Linked DNA regions of Mus musculus: all the other regions are linked to region 4. Evidence: chromatin contacts called from public promoter capture Hi-C data. All regions are on one chromosome and are shown on one strand. The core of a region is the stretch at or near the end of the contact, and the rest is flanking DNA. Distances in the headings are between cores, read along the strand shown. Region 1 holds the start of Platr14 (pluripotency associated transcript 14). Region 2 overlaps Hipk3 (homeodomain interacting protein kinase 3). Region 3 overlaps Cstf3 (cleavage stimulation factor, 3' pre-RNA, subunit 3). Region 4 holds the start of A930018P22Rik (RIKEN cDNA A930018P22 gene). Region 5 holds the start of Nat10 (N-acetyltransferase 10).

Region 1 (2,724 bases), core at 167-2,666, 440 kb after region 4:
AGTTCAGGTCTTTTTATCTGCTGCATTTTTTATCCAGACAGGCTCTCTAAGTCAGGCCAGCCTCAAACTAGATCCTTAGCTGAGGCTGTCCTTGAACTCCTGATCCTCCAGCCGCATCTCTTGAGGGCGGGGCCTATGGAGTATGCTCCTGTTCTTGGCTCCTCTTGCACATTCCACGGGTGCCCGTATCCCAGTTACCTCTGTGTGTTGGCTTACGTAGTCATCCACATGACCTTGCACGTGTATTTAGGGTGTACAGTTCGGAGTGGATCCACTCCAGATAGAGTATGCACACGTTTAGCTTGCTTAGGACAGGCCAGCTTAGGGAGGGAGAGATGGGAGATCACAAGTGCAAGGTTATCCTTGGCTACATAAGGTGTGGGAAGCGATGCTGGCTCACACTGGACCCTGTCTCCAAAACCCAAAGTGGGCCAGGTGTGATGGCACAGGCCTTTAGTCCTAGCACAGAGGCAGGTAGATCTGTACGTATGTGTTTAAGAACAGCCTGCTCTACGTGGCAAGTTCCAGACCAACCAGAGCTACATAGACCCTGCCTCAAAGACAAAAACAAACTAGGGAGCTGGAGGAGAGCCCAGTGGTTAGGAAGTCTCTCACTGTAGGGAGTTGGAGAGAGAGCCCAGTGGTTGGGAATTCTCTCACTGTGACAGCCTTGGTTCTCTATCTGTCTGAGTCATTTCCACTCCCGTGAAAAACCCCTCACCCATATTCCTGAACATAAGCCTAGTAAAGCTTTATTGGTTCACAAAAAAAAAAAAAAAAAAAAAAAAAAAAAAAAAGAAAAGGAAAGGAAAGGAAAGAAAAGAAAACAAAATCGATTTCAGTAAAAAATAAAATAATAAATAAAAGCAAACGCTTTCTTTCGTAAGTAGCCTTAGTCATAGTGTTTTATATCAGCAATTAAATAGTCACTAATGCAGAAGCCTTAATGGATTTTGTGGCTATAAAAGGCTTGACATTAAAGTGTCCTGAAGAGGGGGGTTTGTCTTCAGAGAAGACTCAGTCATCCTTGAGGGTTTTCCCTGTGCTGTTGGGATGTTTTCCCTCAGCTTAAACCAAAAACAGTCTTCAAACAAACAAACAAAAACCAAAAAACCTACCACGCCCAAGGCAACTTACAAAAGAAAGAGTTTACTTATTTATTTTCCTTGTATTGAGATAGACTTTTTTTTTTTTTCTCTCACATTACATATGTTGTGGATGGCTCTGTGCTGCCTGTATTTTATGTTAATTCTGCTCCCCCGGGAGAGACTGCCTGGAATGAGGAATGAGTTATCTGCACAGGTGGCTTCTTGTGAACCAATCCCTTAAAGAATAAAGGAGCCAATCACTGGGTGAGTAGGCGGGACTTCCGGATTGGTCAGAGGAAGAGAGGAAGCAGGAGAGAGTTTTAGGTCTTTTGGAATGGGGACAGCATATATGTAAGATGTAGCTGCTAGAGTTTCCCGGTATCATGGCGGATGTGTAAGGATTCGCCACCAGAGGAATCAGATTTTAATAAGGCTTACAAGATTAGGTTTTAGTTGTTGTGCCCAGAGATTGAGTTACCATTGTTTCTGAACTAAGTTTGTGTTGGCTTTCCCTTCACACAGTGGGGGCGGCTCATCTGGGTTCAAGAGAGAAAGGTATCCTGTAAAGCATGGGTGTGCTAAATGTGCAACACAAAGGTTGTGGGGGATTTGAAGCACAGGTGGGCTTGGTAAGGACCCACCAGTGGGAACCTAGGGGGCTGGGTGGAGAGATTGTGGAGTTCTGAGTCAGAGTCTCCATGAGATAAAACAAGTTGACCAATGCCTGACCAGACCACTGGGGCAGAGAGTTGCTGGCACAAGCATGGGAACGTGTCAGTTCTTTTTTAATATTTCCCACAACAAATATATATCCTGATTACAGTTTCCCCTCCCTCTACCCCCCTCCCCGTTCCTCCCTGAATTTCAGGGTTCAGACTACAAACTGCTTCTGTGTGACTAAGAGAAGAAGAATCAGAGTAAAGAGAAACATACTCTCTTAATCTCCGAAGATTAACGGCAGGAGGAGCTCTAGAATTTCACAAAGGTGCTGTCAGGACACATGAAAATCTAGAGAAAAAGACCAGCTTGAAGAGACCAAAAAGAAGAAAGCCTGCCAATCACATCCTCCAGAGATTCTGAGACACACACACCCCTGGTGTAGGGGGACACCATCTGAAAGGTAAGCCAGCCTTGGCAGAAAGATGTGTGGGCCTCCCACAGCCTCACAAGCCTCCAGTCCAGTTGTGGGTTTGTTTTGGTTTTTTGTTTGTTTCTCCAGCAGATGAGTCAGCAAAGGAGAGGAATCCTGTTTTGCTGCCAATTGATATGACTTGGAGAGCAATGGTTAGAGGCCATCCCAAGACAAAAACTATTGTGTAAAATCAAGAGAGCATGGGGGCTTGAATGCAGGGAATAACCACAAACCAGGAACCTGAATGTAGTCTGATCCACAAAGAGAGATAACCCTGGAAGGCAGCTGTGGAGAGCAAGAGGACCAGATGTTGACTAGCCAAACAGTGTAGGTGGTGAGATGTTAGACTCAGTGAATCACACAGGGAAAGAAAGCTGGGTCCTCCATGACTAAGAACATACTGAGTCCACCAACTGAAACTGGCCTTGAGTTTGATAGTCTGAATCTGAGCTCAGCAGGTAGATCAACCTGCAGCACCACCTGTCTGCCATTCATCTGAGCAGA
Region 2 (2,700 bases), core at 67-2,566, 340 kb after region 4:
GGTAACATGTTAGTATTTTATATATCTAAAACTACTTCAAACTGAAAAAGAAGTATAAAAGAATAAAAACTGCTCTCCCCTTTTCTCCTTGCACAGCTGCTTATCACACTGCATGCCAGGCGGGGCTGGCTATGTGCTAGTCAATGCACCCAGCACAATGCACCCCGCCTTAGGGCACTAAGGATTTTAGGAAAAGGCTCTAATCACTGACAATTTCTATTCTTTTCATTGGTACCTTGAACTCACTGGTAACACTAGGGATACGTGCTACTACTGATGCATGCTATAACATGGATGAACTTTGGTTGGCCGTTGAAAGAGACAGGAAGATGAGAAGGCTGGAGAACAATGGTGGGGGGGGGTGTTCTTTGGAGGGTGCATAAGCATTCTAAAATTGATTCATCAACTTACAACTACAACTATAATCAAAGCCATGGAAGTGTATGCTTTAAATGAATGAAGCTCAAGACCAGTCCAGGCTACAGAGTAATTCTTGGGCCATTCTAGGCTCACAGAGCAAGTCTTTCTCATCTCACCCCCTAACTCTCTCTCTTGAGAGCAAGAGGTGAGAAACAGAGGAGAATAGATAAAAATGCTTTGAAAAACAAAAATGAAATGGTGCAGAAGCTCGGTAGTCTAATCTAAAGTAACCTACCTGGGTTTGGTGGCACACATCCAGCACTTACGAGTCAGGGGCAGGACAGTCACATGTTTATAAGGCTAGGCTAATCTATATAGAATGTAACTGGACCTGCATAGTAAGACCCTGCCTCAAAAAAAAAAAAATCAAGAAATAAAGTAACCTATATAAAGTATCAATTACAACGGGTCTCTCCATATGCCTTCTATATGTCAGAGGAACGTTACCTTTGAAACTTCTGGGTCCAAAAAGAGTGTGCCCTAAAGAACAACTGTCATCTCACCACTCATCACTCCACCTTTCTGTACTAGCACAGGAGTAACAAGTTGAGGCGAGGACCACAGCTGGGTGAGCAGTCTCACTGCGTTTTATCCGCATTCCTACAGAGCATGCATTACTTCAATGGCAATTATCAAGTCATAGTATAGCAACATATATTTCCTGCTAAGCAGGTTACTTTATAGCCCACTTTTCTGTCTCTGCTCTGAAATAGCTGAGACCCACAGGCTAAAATTCTATATTTAAAAAAAAAAAAAAAAAAGAACGTCATGACCTGAATATTGCCACCACACCTCATAAATACAGCACCTTCTGCTGCTAAAGCTTCCCACATTCAAAAGCCCTACGTGTTCCTGACAGAAAGCACACTCAGGCAGCTCAATTTAGAACATGCTGACCTTGAGCAAATCAGTGCCCTTAGCATGCTCTGGCTTCCATCACTGCAGGAGCTAGACAGCCTCACCATCTATAGTAGGCAACAATCTCTGGCCGCTACCCTGTCTATTTTAAGATATCCCTACTACATTTGTGTTGCAGAGTTTAAACGGGTAACACATGAATCTGTGTCTAAATCAATTCTTTACCTTAAAACTAGGATATACATCTTAAAATATTTATTATACTACCATTTAACCACACAGAATCTTTTAAACAGAAAAATCAAGTATAATCCAATTTCTAAGTAACCCTGTCATAAGCTAAAACAAAAGCAGCAAGGTTGCAAAAATGATGTGCAAATTCTGAAATAAAGTAATCGCTAGCCACCATTTTCATGTAAAGATAGACCAGACTCAGCACAAACTAATTAAGAACTACACTGCAGTTTTGCTAATCTATCTTAATATTTACTACCTATTCTACCTCTTAAATCTGCCATCAAGTCCATTTTCAGTACTTTATGAATGTATAATCATCCAAAACATAACCATGAGCTTTATTTATTAAATACAAACTTCTGGGTTTTTTTTTTTTTTAAAAAAAACTCTCAACACTCAGAACCTGTGACTAATCTTAGCTCTGTACAGCTTCTGAAAGCCAGGTAAATATTAACCCGAACTCAGAATAGAAGTTATACTTAACAATTATTCCGAATTTTCTTCCTTTCTCAACATAAAGGCTAATATTTATGCCAAGACCTAATGCTAGAAAACAGGATCATAAACCAAAACAAAACAACAACAACAAAAAAACAACAACAAAAAAGCTGGGCGGTGGTGGTGCACGCCTTTAATCCCAGCACTTGGGAGGCAGAGGCAGGCAGATTTCTGAGTTCGAGGCCAGCCTGGTCTACAGAGTGAGTTCCAGGAAAGCCAGGGCTACGCAGAGAAAGAAACCCTGTCTCAAAAAAAAAAGGGGGAAAAAAAAAAAGAAAACAGGATCATATTTAAGTTTTTTAAATGATTCTCTCCTGAAACATTTAATATACCAATAGAAATTCATTCTCAAGTATAAAATGTTTCTGTTTACTCTCCTCCCAAACATTTCGGTAATAAAAAGGAAACTAGATATCACATAGCACAGAATCTGACATGGAAATAGTGCAGGACCCAAATATAATGAAGTCACTTACTAACGAGTGAACTAAATATAGGGCGCAGGCAGCTGGAGCTGGAGTTTATATAATATGATAGCTGGCTACTGAAGGCTCGGAGCCCACAGTCTGTGACAGAAAGGACAGGAGTCGGGAAAGCACTACTAGTGTTTCTTTCCATGCAATTGAATAAGATTTCAAAATCTTTATTCCAGAGGGGGGAAAAAAAACAGCTAAAGTTGAATCTTAC
Region 3 (2,700 bases), core at 31-2,530, 510 kb after region 4:
AGGGTCAGAGAAATGGTTTTGTACGTATTCCCCTGGCCTCATCAGGATTAGGTAATGACTGAGAAAGAGCTGCTGGTACTCAATTCAATACTATGCAATTTATTTTTCTGTTATTTTTATTATGATAATTTGATCATCAGATCCATTTTGGATTCACAAAAAAGTTTACATTTCCTTTTTTTGTCTTTGTTTTTCTTATAAGGAAAGTTTTTTAGTTATATTCCACTTTCAGTCTCTAATTTCTCCTTTTTATGGCTAAGAGATGTTTCTAGAACTAAAAACCGTTTCTATTCAGTAGAATGAATGAGTAATGGAATTGACTTTTATTATACTCATGTAAATATCTAAATCATGGAAACCTACTAGATGTAAGACTCCATTATGCAAACTTGTAGTATAGCTCAACAGTTAAAAAGATACCTTCAACCAACCCTGACAACTGAGTTCAATCCATGGGGTCCACGTGGTGAAAGGAAAGAACTGATACCTGCAAGTTGTCCTCTCAACTTCCATACATTAACATGTGGCATGTCTGCACGCATGTACAAGTAAAACAAATTGAAGAGAGTTTTTAAAGCTACTGTCTTAAGAATTAAAGACCTTATAATGAACTTTTAGAAATTTATACATTTTTACATTTCCTGATGTACTTAAGACAGTAGTTTATGACTATGCATGCTAACATATGCTTCCTTTTAAATTATTTATTTATTTTTGTTTTGTGTGCGTTGATGTTTTTCCTGCATGTATATCTGTGTGAGGGTGTCAAATCACTTGGAACTGGATTACAGACGATTGTGAGCTGCCATGTGGGTGTTAGGAATTGAACTCTTGTGCTCTGCAAGAATAGCCACTGCTCTTAACCATTGAGCCGTCTCTCCAGTCCTGTGACCTATGCTTTTAATCCTTGTAGAGGCTGCCATATGTTGGTGAGTTCAAACCCTGTCTCAAAAAAAACAAAACAAGATATTGTATTTTATAAGTAATTTTGGCCATATTGCATAAATATGAATGTTCGCATGTATGGGTATGCAGACAGCTGGTAGAGTTTTAACTATATTGACTTAGTACTGTCATACACTGTTGTGGGAGCTACAAGAAAACTTAAGAAATCCTAAAGGGGTTTGTGTGGGGGTCAAAAGATGACTTGGAGTTCTTCCCATCCACTTTGTTCCTGCAGCTGTGCTGCTGCACGCTTCAGGCTGGCTGGCCTACTACCTTCAGGTGGATTCTCCTGTCCCCACCTCTCCTAGCACTGTCCCAGTATAGAATTACAAGTGTGTGTCACTGGCGTGTATGAGTTCTAGGTTTAAACTTGTATTGCTAGGCTTTTGTGGTCGGGGCTTTTACCTGCTGAGCCATTTCCCTGGTATTCATGGTATCTCTATAATTACATTGAGCTGTGTGTGTACATGTTTTAATCATAGCACTCAGGAAGCAGCTAGATCTCTTGAGTTCAAGGCCAGCCAAACCTACAAAATAAGACCCGGAATCAGAAGGAAAAAGAGAATGATCTTGAATCATTTGTTTTCTGATGAGTGAGCAGAATATCCTTGGATGAGTTAGTGGACAGACGTTGACCATCACAGACTTTCATTCACACTTATTCCTGAAGCTAGTACATGGATAAGTAATTGTAGGATCAAAAGACTAATTTTAAAAGGCAAACATAAGATTATACTTTCAGGGATCATTACTATAGTTTATTTAAAAAGCAGACATTATGAATGGTACCAAGTAAAAGGAAGATGGGAGGAAAAGCTGAACCTGTTCTAATTGTTAAAAGAAAAACTATTTCGCACCTATGTGTCTGTCTTTTTATCCGTCTATCTCTTTCCTTTTTTTAGACAAGGATTTCATGTCTATCCCAGACTGTACTAAATGAATTCATCATCCAGGTCTGAGCCACTACCTAGCTACCTTTAGCCTTTAACCTAATCACTCTAACTTCTAGGCCTATAAAATCTTGATACTTTTTAAAGTATTATTATTAATATTAGGCTAGAGAGATGGCTAAGTGGTTAAGAGCACGTGTTGCTCTTGCAGAGGACCAAAGGTCATTTCCCAGCACCCATGGTGGCTCACAACCATCTATAACCCCAGTTCCAGGGCATCCAACAATGTGTGTGTGTGTGTGTGTGTGTGTGTGTGTGTGTTTGTGTGTGTGTGTGCAGATAAAATATTCATATACATAAAATAAATTTTTAAGGGTTTTTATTTCTGTCTGTATGTGTACATGCATGCATGCAGCCACAGAGACCAGAAGAAGATATTAGATTCCCCAGAGCTGGGATGAAATCCAGTTTTGTGCCACCTAATATGGAACCTGGAAGAACAGCAAATGCTCTTAAATGCTGAATTAGTCTCTATACCCCACTTCTTAATGCTTTTTTGGCAGCTTTTATTTTTCCCATGGCAGAGTATTTTTCTGGTGCTGGGAACTGAACGCAGGGCCTCACATGCTGGAAAATACTGTTTCCCAGTTAAGCTGTAGACATGGTAGCATACTTTTGTATATTTAAAAATTCACTTGTACAGTTCATACTGCTGTCTGTTTCAGGTGAATGCTAATTAACCAGTTTTATACATTCATTATTTCCAGTGTTTTGCTTCATTAGAAACAGCTGGATGTGGTAGTACATGCCTTTACCCAGCACTCAGGATTCAGAGGCCAGCCTGGCTTTCATAAGAGCTTCAGAC
Region 4 (2,700 bases), core at 125-2,624:
GCACACCTACTTTATATTTCATCATTTAGCTCAGGTTCCTCTTGTTTGAGTAATAAAATATCCTTTGCTCTTTGATGCAGGAGGTGGAGGAGGGGCTCAGACCTATTTTACAAACAACTAAACAGTGCTATTGAAATGGGTTAGTCCGGTACGAGCATTGAGTGCTCCTGCAGAAGACCCTGATCTGATACAGTCTCCGGCACCCATATCCTCCTGACCTCTGTGGGCATCTGAGTGCACACACACACACACACTCATGGTTCCACACACAATAAAACTTAAAAAGGAAAAGAGAGAAAACATGTACATGTCCAGCGACATGCTAGGCATGGTGATGCTCGTCTCTGACGCCTGCCAGGTAAGAGAGACAAGAGGATTGCTGGAATTATGTGGCCGACCACATGGGAAGTTCTAATCCAACTTGGGTTACACAAAAGCAAACAACCAGCCTCTCCTCCAAGTCAAACTGCTTGCCCAAGACTAGCAGTCTGGATATCAGACTCCATCTTTTGCTGCCCCACCCCATGTATTTAGCACATATCTGTATACACAAGTTCGCTCACGGAGCTGAGCCTGCGCTTCCATGACCTCCAACCCTCCCTGCTCATTCCTGCAGGTGATCATTAAAAGAGTAAGCAGCCTGAAGGAAATTGACTTCTCCTTAGTTACTGGCTCATAGTTCATAAAAATGAGCTGTACATGTCTCTTGGACAGAACATCCAGTTCTCAGGGATGGGTGTGGTGTTTGAGGTGGGCCCCATAATTTCCTTTTGGTGTTTTGCTGCCTGTCAGCTCCTGATAACTTATGTGTTCAGAAGAGAATTAAACTGCATTTCATAAAAAAAAAAAAAAAAAGTTGTTTGCCTCAGGGTCATTACAAACTCAGACTGCTTCCCCATTTCCAGAATATTCCATAGCATCTCTACATTTACCAGAAAAATTTCCTTTTCTCCCTCTGTAGAGAATGAAGTCAGCCACACATTTTTTTTCAGTTTCTAAATAATGAGTCAAGATTGCTAGGACAAAGGGTCTGGTTGTTAGGAAATATTTTCCACTCCCTGATAAAAGGAGAAAGCTGAATTTCTCTCTCAGCCTCGGCCAACTCTGTGTGCAGTATTAGCAGCAGAAAAGAATTGAAGGCTTCTGGGAGGAGTCTAGGGCCCGAGACTAAAGTGTGCCTGGGCTATTTTGGGGCGGGTAGTGCAGGGCAGCAGCTGCACCAAAAGAGGTCAAGGACGATAGCTTTGCCCGAAGCTGACTCGTGGGGCGGGGCCTCTGCTCTCCAGAGCTCCGCCTCCTAGGGGCGTAGCTAGAGCGAAGGGTGGGGCCACGCTCCGTCGGGGCGGGGCCTGTGGAATCTCCGAACTCCTAGACACGGGGCTTTGGCGCGCGTCTCCCGGCGCGGGGTTCCTCTCACGCAGCCTCCCATTCAAAAGATGCCGAAGGGGCGGCGCGGCAGCCAGAACCCCAAGATGAGCCAGCGGCCGGCCCCGCCCCTCTACTTTCCGTCGCTCTACGACCGGGGCATCTCGTCGTCTCCGCTGAGCGATTTTAACATCTGGAAGAAGCTCTTCGTGCCGCTGAAGGCGGGCGGGACGCCGGCGGCCGGGGTGGCAGGAGTAGCGGGGGTCCGATCCCTGCCTCTGGCACCCCCAGCTACGGTGCCGCCGCCGCCGCCTGGCCTGGGTCCCCCCAGCGAGCGCCCGTGTCCTCCTCCCTGGCCGTCCGGCCTGGCTTCTATTCCCTACGAGCCTCTGCGCTTCTTCTACTCGCCGCCTCCAGGCCCCGAGATGGCAACTTCGGCCCTGGTCCCCGGCTCCACGACCCCCTGGCTCGCATCCGCCTCCCACCCTGAGGAGCTGTGCGAGCTAGAGATCCGGATTAAGGAGCTGGAGCTGCTCACAATCACTGGGGACGGCTTCGACTCCCAGCGCTGTGCGTGACTGCCAAACGAGCCCAATCCTAGCTGCCTTAATTGCCCCCTAGAGTCAGGCAACAGAATGTGACCCCAGCCCTAGGAGTTCCACCCCCAAATATCTGTCCTCCAGAGGTTCAGACCCCCACGTGCTGAATTTCAACCGACCCCTGCCTCCCCACACACCTGAGCTATTCAAGCCCTTTAGTTTTAAACCCTTAGGGGCTAGCCCTTGAAGTAATTTGACACTGACTCTTCACACCTGAAGCACACTCTTCTTAAATTTAGCAGTCCTACACAGTAAGACCACATTTCTGTAATCTAGAGCTCCACCCACAACAGGCTCCCTATCTCTAGAGACATTAATCTTCAGTATTCAAATCTTAAGCTGGGTCTGTGGGTGGAAGGAGATCATAAGAATCGCCCAGACCTTGAAGCCCCACAGTCATTCACTGAGGAGCCTTGGCCTCTGCCCTTCCCTGGGCCCCAAACCCTCGGACAAGATCTTGGACTTTGACATCTGGTCTAAAGTCTGAGGTTTTGGGGATCCACATCAGAGCAGAACAAGTGCTGATGTAAGCAGGAATCCTCTGGTATATGAACAGATGCCTCTCTAGCGGACAGTAAGGCAGTTAGAGCCAGCCATATTTCCAGAAGGACTAATTAAATTGCTCAGGAATTAGTAGCCTGAGGCTATCCTGATTCACCCCCTGTTCTAAGGCTTGAATTGGACTATTAGAGGAAGGCACATGGCTCTGGAAAGATAATTTCACCTCTGCAGCACA
Region 5 (2,731 bases), core at 178-2,677, 360 kb before region 4:
TTAAAAGAAAAAAAAATCTAGTATCCCAAGGCACTGATGTAACAAATAGACTTTACACTGGGATCTACCCAAGTCCAAAGCAACTCAGTTTGTAAGCTTTATGTTGCCAGCCACATAAACACCTACAAAAAATGAATGGGTACCTAATGTTAACGAGTCCAGCTTAATTGTTAAAAGTCTTATCTTGTCAGGCAGTGGTGGCCCACGCCTTTAATCCCAGCACTTGGGAGGCAGAAGCAGGCGGATTTCTGAGTTAGAGGCCAGACTGGTCTACAGAGTGAGTTCCAGGACAGCCAGGGCTATACAGAGAAACCCTGTCTTGGGGGGGGGGGGGGGGGGGAGTCTTATTTTTTGTTATAATAGGAGAGTCTTAGAATTAACAGGTAAGGCCCCTGAGTACAAGCTTTAATTCTAAAAAGTACTTTTAAAAGTAGATGAAATACAACTACACACAAAACTAATGTAAAATTAATGGCCAGAGTGAGGGATCTGATAACGATCTAAAATTACTGGTTCCAAGAAACGTTTAATACATAAGGAAAGCATTATTGGAAAGAGAAAATAAGATGAATCGTATTGGGTTTTGTTGTTGTTGTTGTTTGCTTTGTTTTGTTTTTTCAAACAGTCTCACTATGCAGACCAGACTGGCCTCGAGCTCCAAAAAATACTCCAGGCTCCACCTTCCAAGCGCTGGAATTAACGGTATACGCCACCACAACCTGATCGACAAGTCATTTTCATTCGGCTGTATCCATTCTTGTACACACAGCACCGGGTACTAAGCATCACGAGGTGCACTGTCAAATGTCCTGACTGAGACAGCTAAATAGTGCAAATAAACTGGCATACTGCAGTATTTAAGAGCAGAATATCTGGGACTAAACCGCGTTAGTTCAAAGCCTACCACTGCTACGAGGAGCCGAGTTTCTCAGAAAATAGTTTTGACACCAACCCATTCTCTCAAAGAGAGAGAAGAAGCCCGAGTGTGGGAAGGAGCCACACTCCCGGAAAGCGCTCGAGAAGCCAGCCCCGCATGTCAGAGTATCCCGGACCAGGAACGTCTGTCTGTAGGGCAGTCCAGGCGAAGAGTCCGAAGATACAGGCACCAGCCGGTACAGAAGCTTCCGTACTCGAGCCAGCCCTACCGGCCAGTGAAAGACCCAAACGCACATCTCAACATCCGACCCAGTCCCTTGCAAAGAGTACCTGCGCCCTGCTCCGGCCGACACCAGGCAGCTGCACAACGGAAGCACGTGAAGACACCGAGTTGCTACCCAGGCTGACCAATCTGCTGGAGAAAATTCTACACAGCTGAGCTACGCCGGGGCCGCCGCTGCACGTGAATCCGCTTAAGTGGCAGACAGCACGTGGGCAAGTGCTCAGAAGGGAGGGGACCACTACAGCTATGGGACCTTCCATGGCTTCGACGCTTAGTGATGACGTAAGAACACGCCGCGGATCTCCGCTACGCTTGCGCACTAACTCCCGGCCGCCATTTCGCCATTTGCTGCGGGTAACCTGGCTATGACAGGCGGAAGTAATCGTTTAGATATCCGGGTGTCTCGCATTTGCCGTTGCCACTGGTACAGGAACTCGTCCACTGTTGCTATGTTGAAAAAAACCTCTATAGCAGGGTTGTACAAGGCAATAGCTGTTGCTAGCGTAGGTGTTGTTTTATCGACCTCCCTACTTTTATATGAAACTAGCCCAGTAATTGTTTAATTCATCTTACTTGAACCTCCATCCGGCAGCAGTCTGAGAATGTCTGTAGACTTTGTACCAACGATCGTGGCCGCGGTACTCTGCAGGCTTTTCTTACTCATGCCAAGTGTACTAAAAGCCCAACATTGGGTCTCAAAGCTCATCCAACCACATCCACAAGGATACCCGTAAGTATGTCTGCTTTCCTTTTAGCATGAGCCACGTGAAATCGGTTTATCCTATATTTTTGGGCACAAGTTCTGTTATCTAAAACGAATTCCTTCCCCAAATTTACGCACCAACTTCAATATCAATCTAAATTTCAATGGACTTTAAAGACTTCATGATGCCTAGCCATATTGTTTTAAGTCACCAATACAGCCCTAGACTTAATACTAAGGTTCTAAATGCACTTAAGAAAATAAAACTACCAGTACTTTGTTATAATGGGCAGACAAGTCCTATAAGGTGGTGGTGACACAAGCAAAACACAAAACTTAGAAATAATGACCCTTGTGAGTACTCGACTTTTTTTTTTTTAAAGGAACCAATATAGGAAGAGGACAAAAATGGGCAAATAAGGCTAGTCGATTCTGCTTAAGTAGCCCAGATATGGTATTTCCGTTGTAATGAAAACAAAAAACTGGAATTTTGGGAACAGAGATGATGGCTATGATTACCTTAGTCACTGCAAAATCTGAAACCACCAGGTCAGGATGCAAACGGGGGCAACTGCCATAAGATAGTCAAGATTTAGAATGATAAAGTAGTAGGGCAGGGGAAGGGTAGCCAGTGCTAGATGGCTGAGCTGTCTATGCTGTGGAAGCATGTGATTTTACTGAAGAATATAAAGACAACAAAGACAGCTTCCAACTTACTGCCAACTGCCCCTATCAAGTAGTTGGACTGAAAATAGTTGATGTAGAATATTCTCAGTGTAGAATATCAAATGTGCTTGAGAAGATGGGTATGGGAATGGAACTGCACACCTGCAGGTTTAGAGGGTTTTGGAGACAATTCTCTTCCTCCA

The links. Promoter capture Hi-C pulls out the DNA fragments that hold promoters and counts their contacts. Capture Hi-C pulls out chosen DNA fragments and counts their contacts.
Region 1: a promoter capture Hi-C map of embryonic stem cells shows a contact between it and region 4, with 4 times the contacts expected there. The contact joins the promoter of Platr14 here to the promoter of A930018P22Rik in region 4. A contact is called at or near these places in 7 of 39 promoter capture datasets (the 3T3-L1 cell line, cranial neural crest, embryonic stem cells and 3 more), 2 of 15 datasets of contacts at CTCF or cohesin (the NIH/3T3 cell line and embryonic stem cells), 8 of 484 Hi-C or Micro-C datasets (CD8 T cells, embryonic stem cells, extraembryonic endoderm stem cells and 2 more) and 5 of 115 datasets of contacts at active chromatin or transcription factors (acute myeloid leukemia, embryonic midbrain and embryonic stem cells).
Region 2: a contact with region 4 is called in a promoter capture Hi-C map of second pharyngeal arch cranial neural crest. The contact joins the enhancer-like site here to the promoter of A930018P22Rik in region 4. A contact is called at or near these places in 11 of 39 promoter capture datasets (the 3T3-L1 cell line, 3T3-L1-derived adipocytes, the SN4741 cell line and 5 more), 10 of 115 datasets of contacts at active chromatin or transcription factors (embryonic basal ganglia, embryonic forebrain, embryonic midbrain and 4 more) and 1 of 9 other capture datasets (embryonic stem cells).
Region 3: a promoter capture Hi-C map of trophoblast stem cells shows a contact between it and region 4, with 4 times the contacts expected there. The contact joins the enhancer-like site here to the promoter of A930018P22Rik in region 4. A contact is called at or near these places in 12 of 39 promoter capture datasets (3T3-L1-derived adipocytes, the C10 cell line, cranial neural crest and 7 more), 1 of 15 datasets of contacts at CTCF or cohesin (the NIH/3T3 cell line) and 3 of 115 datasets of contacts at active chromatin or transcription factors (embryonic stem cells, forebrain and stem cell-derived neural progenitor cells).
Region 5: a promoter capture Hi-C map of liver shows a contact between it and region 4. The contact joins the promoter of Nat10 here to the promoter of A930018P22Rik in region 4. A contact is called at or near these places in 1 of 39 promoter capture datasets (hippocampal neurons) and 1 of 9 other capture datasets (liver).

The regions. Positions count from the first base shown.
Region 1 is chr2:104,557,768-104,560,491 of GRCm38.p6, forward strand. It overlaps Platr14 (pluripotency associated transcript 14), which reads left to right and starts at 1,417. Exons shown (of 4, transcript NR_040322.1): 1 at 1,417-1,439; 2 at 1,957-2,208.
Region 2 is chr2:104,466,090-104,468,789 of GRCm38.p6, forward strand. The region is part of intron 2 of Hipk3 (homeodomain interacting protein kinase 3); the gene reads right to left. Among named protein-coding and RNA genes, the nearest start is that of Hipk3, 27 kb to the right of the region's middle. Within about 2 kb of position 1,317, at least 28 of the 459 cell types and tissues checked have an H3K27ac peak or open chromatin away from gene starts, as enhancers often do. A contact at or near this core is called in second pharyngeal arch cranial neural crest, where this site is marked.
Region 3 is chr2:104,628,826-104,631,525 of GRCm38.p6, forward strand. All of the region lies in intron 3 of Cstf3 (cleavage stimulation factor, 3' pre-RNA, subunit 3), which reads left to right. Among named protein-coding and RNA genes, the nearest start is that of Cstf3, 40 kb to the left of the region's middle. Within about 2 kb of position 1,281, at least 5 of the 459 cell types and tissues checked have an H3K27ac peak or open chromatin away from gene starts, as enhancers often do. A contact at or near this core is called in trophoblast stem cells, where this site is marked.
Region 4 is chr2:104,121,395-104,124,094 of GRCm38.p6, forward strand. A930018P22Rik (RIKEN cDNA A930018P22 gene) reads left to right here and starts at 1,375. Exons shown (of 2, transcript NM_026634.2): 1 at 1,375-1,935. The coding sequence starts at 1,437.
Region 5 is chr2:103,759,843-103,762,573 of GRCm38.p6, forward strand. Nat10 (N-acetyltransferase 10) reads right to left here and starts at 1,428. Exons shown (of 29, transcript NM_153126.3): 1 at 1,207-1,428.